2 separate regions of the Mus musculus genome follow, and region 2 is linked to region 1. Evidence: chromatin contacts called from public HiChIP or PLAC-seq data. All regions are on one chromosome and are shown on one strand. The core of a region is the stretch at or near the end of the contact, and the rest is flanking DNA. Distances in the headings are between cores, read along the strand shown.

Region 1 (5,315 bases), core at 2,492-4,991:
ATTATTCCTTTATGGAATTTCTTCTACTTTTGCACAAATTTGAGTTTTAGTTTTGATTTTGAAATAATTGTATAAGTTGTAAAATAGGTTAGTGTATTTTCGTTTAAGAACACTCTCCTCCTTAAATTGTCCTGCAGAAATGACTATATTTTAGGGAAAATAGTTTTTTACAGCTATTAAACTGTATTTGTTATTTTTGTATATGCATAACCAGGGTGGTGAGATCACTAATATTTTAGGAAATACCTTTGTTATATTTGATTTTTTTCTATACATTTAAGTTATTACTTAAAATTATTGGTAGAAATAATGTTGTGAAGACAGCATATAAGGAATACTTAACGTCAGAATAGAAATCATTTCTGAAGATAGAAATCAGAAATGCTGCAGGTGCCAGGTAATGGGAGCAGCAGGGCAGCATTCTCACTGTGCAACTGCTTAAGACATGCACGGAGACAAGAGTCCGCAGTCACGGGGGACAGGTTCTCTAGTAAGATAGTTAGATGGGCAAAAATATCTAAAATATGAAATGCAACGTAGGCGCCATATTGTAAGTTGTGCCAAGATTATGCAAATTAGTTATTGATCAAAGTTGTTTCACTGTTGTTATTTTAAAGGAAACACTGAATGTCAGAAAATCTGTAATATGTTTTATTTGATAGATGTAAATAATGTATACAGTCTTATGTGGCAGAATGGGAGGTATTTACATTTTAGGTTTTTTTTCTTTAGAAGAAAATGTTTATAAGGAAAAAAACCCTAATAAATACTTTTGTTTGGCCATGAATCCTGCCTTCGCATTAGTTTATTTTTACTGTAGGTAGTTTTACAATGAAAACATTTCAAAGAAAAGTAAAGGTATTTAGAACAAATTGATCATTTCAAAATTTGTTAGGCAGCACTTTCAGTAATTCTTACAACACTGGTAGTTACCATCTATGTACCACACATACTAAAATTCAGAAATTGTAGAAGTCATTGGCTCTCAGACTTGAAGGTTCTTATATGCCTGCAGTTAAAACTAATGTTTTCTTTAGTGTGTACTATTGCAGTGAGAGAAAAAAAAAATGACAGCAAAATAATGTAATATTTATGGACCTTTCAACTGAACTAAGAAATGATCCATTTTATCTTTATTATAAATCATTAAATAATATTAGTAACATTAGAATAATATACCCTAAGATCTGAAGTTATAAAAGGAAATGTATATTCCAGAGTATTATTAAAGTATTATTTGGAGAATTTTATGTTACAGGAATTGTGCTTAGATCTTAAGGTTGAAATATTTTGAATAGTGGCTATTGTCAATCATAATGGACCACTGCCACACTACTCAGGAAGACATTTATGTGTGTGCAGGTCCACTTGTGTTAATAGACACAGAAGGGGGGCTGGAGAGATGGCTCAGTGGGTAAGAACACTAACTGCTCTTCAGAAGGTCCTGAGTTCAAATCCCAGTAGCCACATGGTGGCCACAACCATCTGTAATGAGATCTGACGCCCTCTTCTGGTGTGTCTGAAGACAGCTACAGTATACTCACATTTAAAAAAAAAAAAAAAAAGACACAGAAGCCAGGAGCCAAGCTGGAGCCCGACATGCGTGGGAGTGTGCGCACGTGCACACACACTCACACAGAGTTTTATGTGTATATGTGTGTGCCTGAGTGTACATATATGCACTGTGTGCATGCAGGAGCCTGTGGAGGTCAGAAGTGGCATTGGTCCTCTTGGAACTGGAGTTACAGGTGATTGTGAGCTGTTATATGGAAGCTGGCAATTGATCCTGGGTCCTCTACAAGGGCAGTCAGTGCTCTTAATCCCTGAGCCATCACTCCAGTGTCTTAATTGAAAGTATATTTTTTCATATAATATATTCTGATTATGGATTCCCTTCCCCAACTCCTTCCAGATCCTGTCTTTCCGCCCTACCCATATCCAGAGTCTTACTATCATCAGCATACAAGCAACATCTGCAAATAGTAATGAAATAAGAGAAAATTAAAAACAATCAGAGTAGGCTGAAGCCAACAAACTACTAGGAGAAAACCAAAGAAAAGGCACAAGAAACACAGACAGACAGAGACATACATTAGCACACAGAGAAATTCCGTAAAAACGACACTGGAAGTAGTAAGATAAATAAGAAGGACCAGTAAGGGGGAAAATGTATAATGACAAAACTAATACCCAGACAAAACATTAAGTTCTGGAGCCAGGGATCTCTAGAACTGCCACTGAGTTGGTTTTGTGTTGGCCATCTATGCTGCTGGGCATGGCATCTCTCCTTAAGAGTGGTTTGTATTCCCAGTGAGAGTATGTTAGGGAAAACTAATTTTTTCATTTACAAGCAGTTTTCAATTGGAATAACTTCTGGGCTAGGGTCAGAGCCATGTGTCCACTTTTTCAGCTCTAGGACCCCAACTGGCTTAGCTTTATGCAGGGAACATGCATGCTGCCTCACTGTGAATTCATGTGTGTGTTGGTCATGGTGGGTTTAGAAGGCCTTGTGTCCTTGGTGTCCTCCATTGCCTCTGACTCCTAGACTTTCCCCATCGTTTTCCATAAGGTTCCCAGAGCCCTGAGGAGAGGGCTTTGGTGGAGACATCCCATTTAAAGCAGAGTATGCCAAGGTCTCCCTCTCTGCACTTTATGCCTTTGTGGGTTTGGTTCTGCAGAAAGAAGCATCTCTGATGCTGGCTACAAGAGATACTGACCTATAGGATATCACTAGGTATCATTTTATTGTTCAGTTATTGTAGCAGAACAGTATTTGGATTGCCACCTGAGCAGTGTCAGATATGTGTTACATCTCATGGAGTGGGCCTTAAATCCAGCCAGTCCAACAACTCACTTTAATACCTGCTCCTTTTTTTGTAGAAGTCGTCATTTCTCCGCTGCTAGGTCCATTTTTAGGACATATTTTAGGTCAAATGATAGTTACACGCTAAAAAAAAAATAAGTTCCTTTGTTTTTGTAGATAATTTGAATCTGACTTCCAGATGGGTAATCTTTTTACCAGGTCTATACCCTGATTAAATAGCACCTCTCTCTAGCTCAACCTAGCAGAATGCTGTGTGTGTGTGTGTGTGTGCAGAGTACATCTCTATGTATAAACATGTGTATATGACTTTAAACATTAATTACATGTTAGGCCATGGACATGCAATGTTAAGTCATAGCCATGCTGCTGAGAAACATACCTAGTGTTAGGTAACTTTATAAACAGCACGGTGTAGCATGCAAATTAAAGTGGAGACCTTGGGTGTTATGATGCCAGTTTCCAGTCTCACTTCTGGTCCCAGACTTTAAACCAGTAGCCACTCCCTCCCTTCCTTTCATTCTAGGCACTATCCTGTATGGTGGATGGTACTAGATCGCTGGTTAACGAAATAACTCTTAAGACAGTGACGGACAGCTACACGTTTTCTGTGAGAGACACCTACTGAGGCTCTTAGTTTGAAATTACTAGTTCTTACTTTTCTTCCCGGAAAAGTTCAAACCACGAAGCCTGACAGGATCCCAAAGGGCTGGTCCAGAAAAGCCTGACCCTACTCTTCCCTAGGCGCTTCGCTCAAGCTCCGCCCCTGCCCTCGAATGAGCTCATTGCGCAAGGCCCGCCCCCCGCCCTCCCACTGCTCATCCCGCAGGCCCCGCCCCCTCCGGCTCACAGCTCGTCGCGCACGGTCAGTCGCCCGGCTCTCTCAGGGTTCTCCTCACAAGCCCCGCCCCCTACCCTGCGCTCCTGGGACGCCCGGCCCGCCCGGAGGAACCACAGACATGCAGATCCCGCGAGGGCGAGGCGTATAGGGTGGGAGTCGGGGCCGTCAGGGCGGGTTCTCCACGGTCTGCCCAATCGCCTGCGCCTCCGCGCGCCAAAGTCAAAGTGCGGGTCCCGCCGGCGCGAGATTGACGCTGCAACCCGGAGCCGCCCGTGCCGCCGTGTCCCTGCAGGTTCCGCACCCGAGCCGTCTGGAGCTAGGCATGGCCACCCCACCTAAGAGGTTCTGCCCTTCTCCCTCGACCAGCTCCGAGGGGACCCGCATCAAGAAGATCTCCATCGAGGGGAACATCGGTAAGGTGTCCCCGGTGCGGTGCTGTGCTGGTGCCCCAGGATCCTTCCCTGCTGCCCTGCTCGCGCCGGCGCGGTGGCTCGTCTGGCCCGGCGCCAGCGGGGGCTTTGTGAGGCGCGCTCTGGACCAGTGTGCACCCTTTGTTGGGAACTGTTTTTTCTTGAGATGTAACTTAGGTATGCGAACCCCTTTTTAGGTGTGCTCTTCAGGTAGGCTTCACTGACTTGCGGTTTTACCGCAAAATTGAGACCGTTTTCATCATTTACATCCCCAGTTCCCTTTGCGCTTCTTTGTAGTCAGCTCTTTCTCCCTTCCCATCCCCTTACAAGCCCTGACCTGCTTCTGTTTTAATCCCTGCCAGTTTTGTTTTCCCATGATGTCCTAAACAAAACCAGAGTGTCTTGTTTTCTGTGTCTTGCTTAGTATACTAGAGTGCCTTTAAAACTCACCCATGCTGTTTATTTCTGCAGAACTTTATTTCTTGTTCTGTTTTTTTTTTTTTTTTTGAGACGGTCTCACTTTTGAGACCTGCCTGTCTTGGAACTCACAATGTTGGCCTTGAACTCTCTAGCGATTCGCCTGCCTCTGCCTCCTGTGTGCTGGAATTAAAAGAATACACCACCACGCCTGGCCCAGTGTAATACTTTAAAAAAAAAAAAAAAAAGAAAGTAATATTACAATGAGTGGTATATAGCACATCTTTGTTGTCACCATTTGGGTTGGCGTTTGTAGCAATCCCTAACACTACGCTACACATATGAGGAAAGCAGGTAATGAGTTTGATAGTGTGCAATGTTTTATTCCCTTTCCCACGTACAGGTAAGCACTGAGTTTTGGCTTAAAGACTCTTAGAGTTTCTGCCCTTAACCTTACTGGGGGAGCTACACTGTGCATGTCATTTTGCAAGGTGAGCTTGAATTGCCCATTCTTTTACATTTCCTACCACTGGGAACCAACCGACGCTTCCTGTTTTGGCACAGCTGTTAGGTTTGTGCCTGCAGGTTGAGTACTGACTATTCATGTATGCAGCGGATGTTTTCAGTTTTGCCACCTTCAAAGCACCATCTCTTTGAGAAAGAAGGTCAGCAGATGTAAGCTTCAAGAGAGCCGAGCTGAGACACAAAGAGGGCAAGTTTTCCTTGCTCCACACTTCTGTGGCCGAGATCCTCCTTTCTTATAAGTTCTTTGCGATGCCATGTTTATTAGTAAGAATCCTCAGGGCGTCTTAGTGGATGAAGATGA
Region 2 (5,201 bases), core at 2,681-5,180, 590 kb after region 1:
TTTAAGTGGGTGGAATCGACACACAAGGCTGCTGAGGTTTTCAATAAGGATTAGTAATCATTAAGAAGATGCTTTCTAAGGAACTGAATCCCCACCATCCGCATAATCACCAACTGATCCAGTTGTCTGAGACAGTCGCTAAGTCTGTCCATTTTTCTGAGCTACTCAGAAAACGTTAACTTTCCCTTTTCCTCTATCTCTCTTCTCTTCTCTTCTTGACACTTTGGGCTTTACTTGTTCTCCCATTCTCCTCTTACCATCATATGGCTGATCTTCATGTGGGCTTAAGTCAAGCAACATAGGTTTCCTACTCCTCTTCCTCCTCCTCCTCCTCCTTCTCCTTTATTTTTCTCCTTTAGGAAGCTGCATAGGTGCCAAGATTACAGCTTGTTACCCTCTGAGTTTTTCTCTTAAATGCTAATAAAAGTGACCCTGAGCTTCTTTTGGAGTCTGTTCTTAAGGTCTTCTATTGACATGACTATGAACTCCCAAAGGGCACCTGATTTCCTCAGAAACAGTGGTGACTCAACTGAGATTACCCAGAACTTCTGCTAACCACATCATATGTTCTGAAAAGACACTGTGTGTTAGATGGAAGGATCTATAAAGGTCAACAAGCTCTCATTGGTGATTGCATTCCCCAAGTGTTCCTTCTCCAGTATATCCTTGGTCTAATTTTTGGAAAAACTATTGAGAGTAGTGTTATCTCTGATCACAGTTACATTTTGTTGCTATTTATATATTAAAGCTTATTATAAATCCACTTATTTATCTGTGTTATATTTTCCTGGTGAAATCATTATGAAGTGTTAACCTTTAGCCAGATGATATTTCTTTATCCAATGTTTGATTAATCTGGTGCTAATGCAGCCAATCCAGCTACACTTTAACTAATGTTTTAATTATATGTCTTTCTTCCATACTTTACGTTTTAGAATATTTTTATCTTTACCATATAGGTTTTGTGTAGAAAGTATCCAGGTGGGTGCCAGAGTTTAGATTTGGAAAACTTTCGAAAAGCTCAGTAATTGGAAGACTTGGTCCCCAGGTGATGGTCTTTCAGGGAAAGAGTGGAATTTTTTAGGTCTAAAGTCGCCACCCAAAATGGCAGTACTTGTGACAATATCCTAAACAGAAGACGATATCTTAAACTCTGACCAGGAAAACAGAAGGATTGTCACTGAGTAAACAGAAGTCTAAACACAGGATTTCTGTTTACCAGAAATGTTCTCTAATAAGCTCCTAAAGGTTAATTACCTCCGGCAAGGGCATCGAGCTCCCAGTCAGCCTGAACAACCCGAGTCAGCTCAAAGACCCCGTCTTGCTAGCTGTCATATAAAATCTGCTTGCTTTTCTGCCATTTTGCTTCTCTTTGCCTGCCTGCCCCCAACATAGCCTTGACAGTTTGATCCCCAATAAAGCTTTCTCTCTACCCATGGATTGATCTAATTTTGTGGTTTCCTTATACTCTCACAGAATTTAACAGGAGGGCTGACTAGGAGGTCTTAGAGCATTTGTTCTCCAACGGGACACTGACCCTATTTTCTCATTTCTTTCTTTTGTTCTCACTACTCAGTAAGCTCCATCTCACGCTTCTCGTCAACCAGAGCCTAAAAGCTGCCAGGTCATAGATGGAAACCTCTAAACCCACGAGCCAAGGAAGCCTTTCCCTTCCGACATGACAGTTACCCGTTCAAATATTTGTTGAAGAAACAGAAACCTCATTAACTTAGCTAGGTCATCATTAGATCTCATATTCTACTCTGATGGTCTCTATATTTTATCAAACTATTTACAATACTTACATATAAATGTAAATATACTGTTGAGTTTCACTTTACCATCATGATATTTGCTGTTTTTATTTTTCCCATCTTATTTTATGTTAATTTATATCACTAGAATTCTATTTTACATCCACTGATGTTTCATTCATTGGATTTTCTCAGATTTAGATTTCATATGAAGTTTATTTTTTTTTCTCTCCACAAAGAATATTTTATTGTATTAAGATTATATGTTGATAGTTTTTCTTCTCCGCATTGTACTCTGGTTTATAGTTTTTGTCAAGAAGTATTAGTCTTGTCATATATTAGTAGGTCTATTGATATTTTCTGAGTTTATAGATCTTACACACTACAGTGTTCAAACTTGTATTAATTACCTCTATTTAGATTTTCATTTTGATGATATTAATTCTGTTTTCTAAACATTCCATTTGCTTTTTATATATCTTCTATTACTTTTATCATTTTTCTAAGGGAAATTATTACTATCCCTTTGTAAGCAGAGAAAATATAAAACAGTGTAAGTTTTAGATCTCTAGTTAAATCTTTATTGCTCTCTATACATTTTAACTGACAATGTTCCAGTCATTTGTCTTCTTCCCTTGTTTGTACATCTAAAACACTCTCTGACTTGTTGGTAGTCAGATAGTTTTGAGTTTTGCTTAAAGAAAGTTAAGTCTCTGGTAGATTAGTTTGATTACCTAAAGTTCTACTTTGAAGCTTGTTTATTTTGGTTGAATACAGAGTAGCTTTGGTTCTAGGGTTTAATTTGTTTCCTCTCCTTAGTTATGGCCTTGCCACAGTTCAGTGCAAGCTTTGCACCTTCAGCAAAATCTCTCAGTTGAGGCTGAATGGAATTCAAGTAGTTTCTGGTACAGTTTTAGCTCTAGGAATTGCTCATTTTTTAGTTCCTTGGTAATTGCTTGATTTTGTTTTTTGTTTCTTGGGTTTTTTTTTGGTCATAAATTGTTATTGTCTGTTTTCTTTAGATTTCACCTTAAAGCTAGACAGATTGTTCCTCAGCCAGTCACTTTAGGTGACCTATATAGAGAATTCTGGAATTCTGTATTAAAGAAGGAACATTCCCTTGAAAATTCTGTCAAATCTCAATTCCCTAAACCTAGTATCTGCCACATACAGAGACATTAGGCATTTTATTCTGTTCTTCTCTGTATCACTTGAGTGGGCGTGTTTTACACAGCTTCCCATCACTACTTATTAGGCATCATGTTGGTTGTGGTGGATGCTCTTCCATAGCCTAAACAGATAGAGTTGTAACATTTGTCCCTGCTGTAGGCCTTTCCCAATTGTCTTCTTTGCCCATACACTGGTGTTGTGGATAGCCCTGGGCTAATTATATTCGATGTTAATTCCATTCTCCTGTGAGAAGCTGCAAACAAGGAATGAGTCAGCACTCAGGTGATTTCCTGTAAACCTGCTTCCCACCTTAATTTGTAAAATAAAAGAGAGCAGATGATTGGGCAGATAAAAGGGAAGGTGGAGTGGAAGGAGAGGGGTGAGAAGAGAAAATTGGAATTGAGAGAGGACACAAAAGAGGAGGAGGTAAAAGAAAAGTGGAGCAGAAGCACATGGCCTGGAGAAACTGCAAGTTCTAAGGGGTCTCATAGATGTGGAACATGGTAATAGAGTGGTAGATCTGCCCAATCTAGGTGCACAGCATATAGTCATATTAATTGTGTTGTGTTTTCATTGCCAGGGCATATTTGGGAGGAGATTTACTGCAACACCCTGGTCCTTTAGTATTTGTGTTCTTTCTTGTTAGGTGGTTAAACTCCTACCTTTTCAACTGTAAAGGAGGATAACAAAAGGAGAGCAAGTGGTACAAAATGCAAGCCACTCTCTACTTGTAAGAGAAGTGCTCCATTTACAAGGTTCCTGATCATTGTGTGGATAATGAATTTGGTCCTTTTTTCAGCTTACTTAACTAGTATTGCAACAACTTCCCTGTTCTCACTAATCTGATGTGTTTCTAGGCTAAATAGAACTCTAGTCTTCACTTTCTTAAAAGTTCTGTGCATGTACATATGTGTGTGTATGTGTGCATGTATGAAAGAGAGAGAGGGAGAAAGAAGTTTGTCTAGTGACTGTGGGTGCACATACGCCGCAGCATGCATGTAGAGTTCAGAGGACAACCTTCCACCTGGATTTGACCCAGGGTCTCATCTATGTTGCCAGGTGCATGTGCCAGGGTATCTGGCCAAGGAGCTTCTGGGAAATTCCCCTCTGTTTCCTATCTTACCATAGGTGCCCTGTTGTAACAGACGCTGCCATGCCTGGATTCATGTGGTTTCAGAGATTCACATTCAAATCTTGTTGCACAAACACCTTACCAACTGAACATCTCTCCATTTTTTTTTCCCGTTTTTTAAACAAAATTTATTGCTGTTTTGTTAGTTTGGGGTACTGGGGTGAGGGTGGGCTTAGTGTTTCTGGAAGAGTAAAATGTGGGGAAGACAGTGCAGAGTTACAGGAATGGGAAAAACCAAGGCTTTGGGTATGATGGTTACTAGAACATTCTTCTTTAAGTTAATGTTCCCTTCTCATGGAAGCATCGTTTAAATATCTGCTCACAGTCATTTATCATTCATTTTTCTACCTGGCAGAGTGTTTACTTAAAGGCCAGGGAGGCCAGCACAAACACTGGAGAATGAGCCCAAAGGTAAAGTAGATTCTTCCCATATGGCCTGATTTTTTATTTTATAAGTTTGGCAGAACTGGTTTTTTTCTTTACTTATTTCTAGAGATAGTGAAGTTATTTCTTATAGGCACGACACTTATAAATGTGTCTCTACCATGGAATAAAATTTTTAAGAAAATGATTCTTTATATTGGCCAATCTTGTTTACACTGTATTGTAAGTTCACAGTTAGAGTTCTTAGTATGCTGTGTACTCAACTGCTCCTTAAAAACGGATGCGTTTTCCACACACGACCCTCTGCCCCTGCCCTTTCCTTCCTGGTCATGCTCTATCCTTTTGGGCTCTGCTTTTCCTCCCTTGAGGTCAATCTTCACAAAATGAAACTTCTCTCCCTCCTTGCTTGCCTTTCTTGTCTTAATGACTATGTACCAGAAAAGGAGAGTCCCAGTAGAGATCTGGAAGGAGAAAAGGTAGGAAGGAACACTTGTTTCATTCTTCTAACATTTCCACAGGGTGGTAGTACTCATACCTCTCCATAGATAATAGCTGTCATGAGGCAGTATCCTTGGCTTTCAATCTCCCAGGATGGCTCTTCACTTTTCCTGGGGAGATGTAAAGAAGAGCCTATTAAGCCCTAATAGGGAGGGTAACAACCAACAAGAGAAAGGATTCCATCCAAGTCTAGTTTCTGTGAACCAATGAGTTAATTCTGGTTACTTTACTGTAGCACAAGTAACCCAAAAGTTGATATTCCA

What was found. HiChIP or PLAC-seq counts read pairs in DNA pulled down with a chosen protein or histone mark.
Region 2: an H3K27ac HiChIP or PLAC-seq map of embryonic stem cells shows a contact between it and region 1, with 6 read pairs. The contact joins the enhancer-like site here to the promoter of Dck in region 1. A contact is called at or near these places in 5 of 39 promoter capture datasets (3T3-L1-derived adipocytes, cranial neural crest, frontonasal cranial neural crest and 2 more) and 5 of 115 datasets of contacts at active chromatin or transcription factors (embryonic limb bud, embryonic stem cells and forebrain).

Annotation. Positions count from the first base shown.
Region 1 is chr5:88,761,272-88,766,586 of GRCm38.p6, forward strand. Dck (deoxycytidine kinase) reads left to right here and starts at 3,742. Exons shown (of 7, transcript NM_007832.4): 1 at 3,742-4,075. The coding sequence starts at 3,985.
Region 2 is chr5:89,351,906-89,357,106 of GRCm38.p6, forward strand. No RefSeq gene overlaps it. Among named protein-coding and RNA genes, the nearest start is that of Gc, 100 kb to the right of the region's middle. Within about 2 kb of position 3,931, at least 9 of the 459 cell types and tissues checked have an H3K27ac peak or open chromatin away from gene starts, as enhancers often do. A contact at or near this core is called in embryonic stem cells, where this site is marked.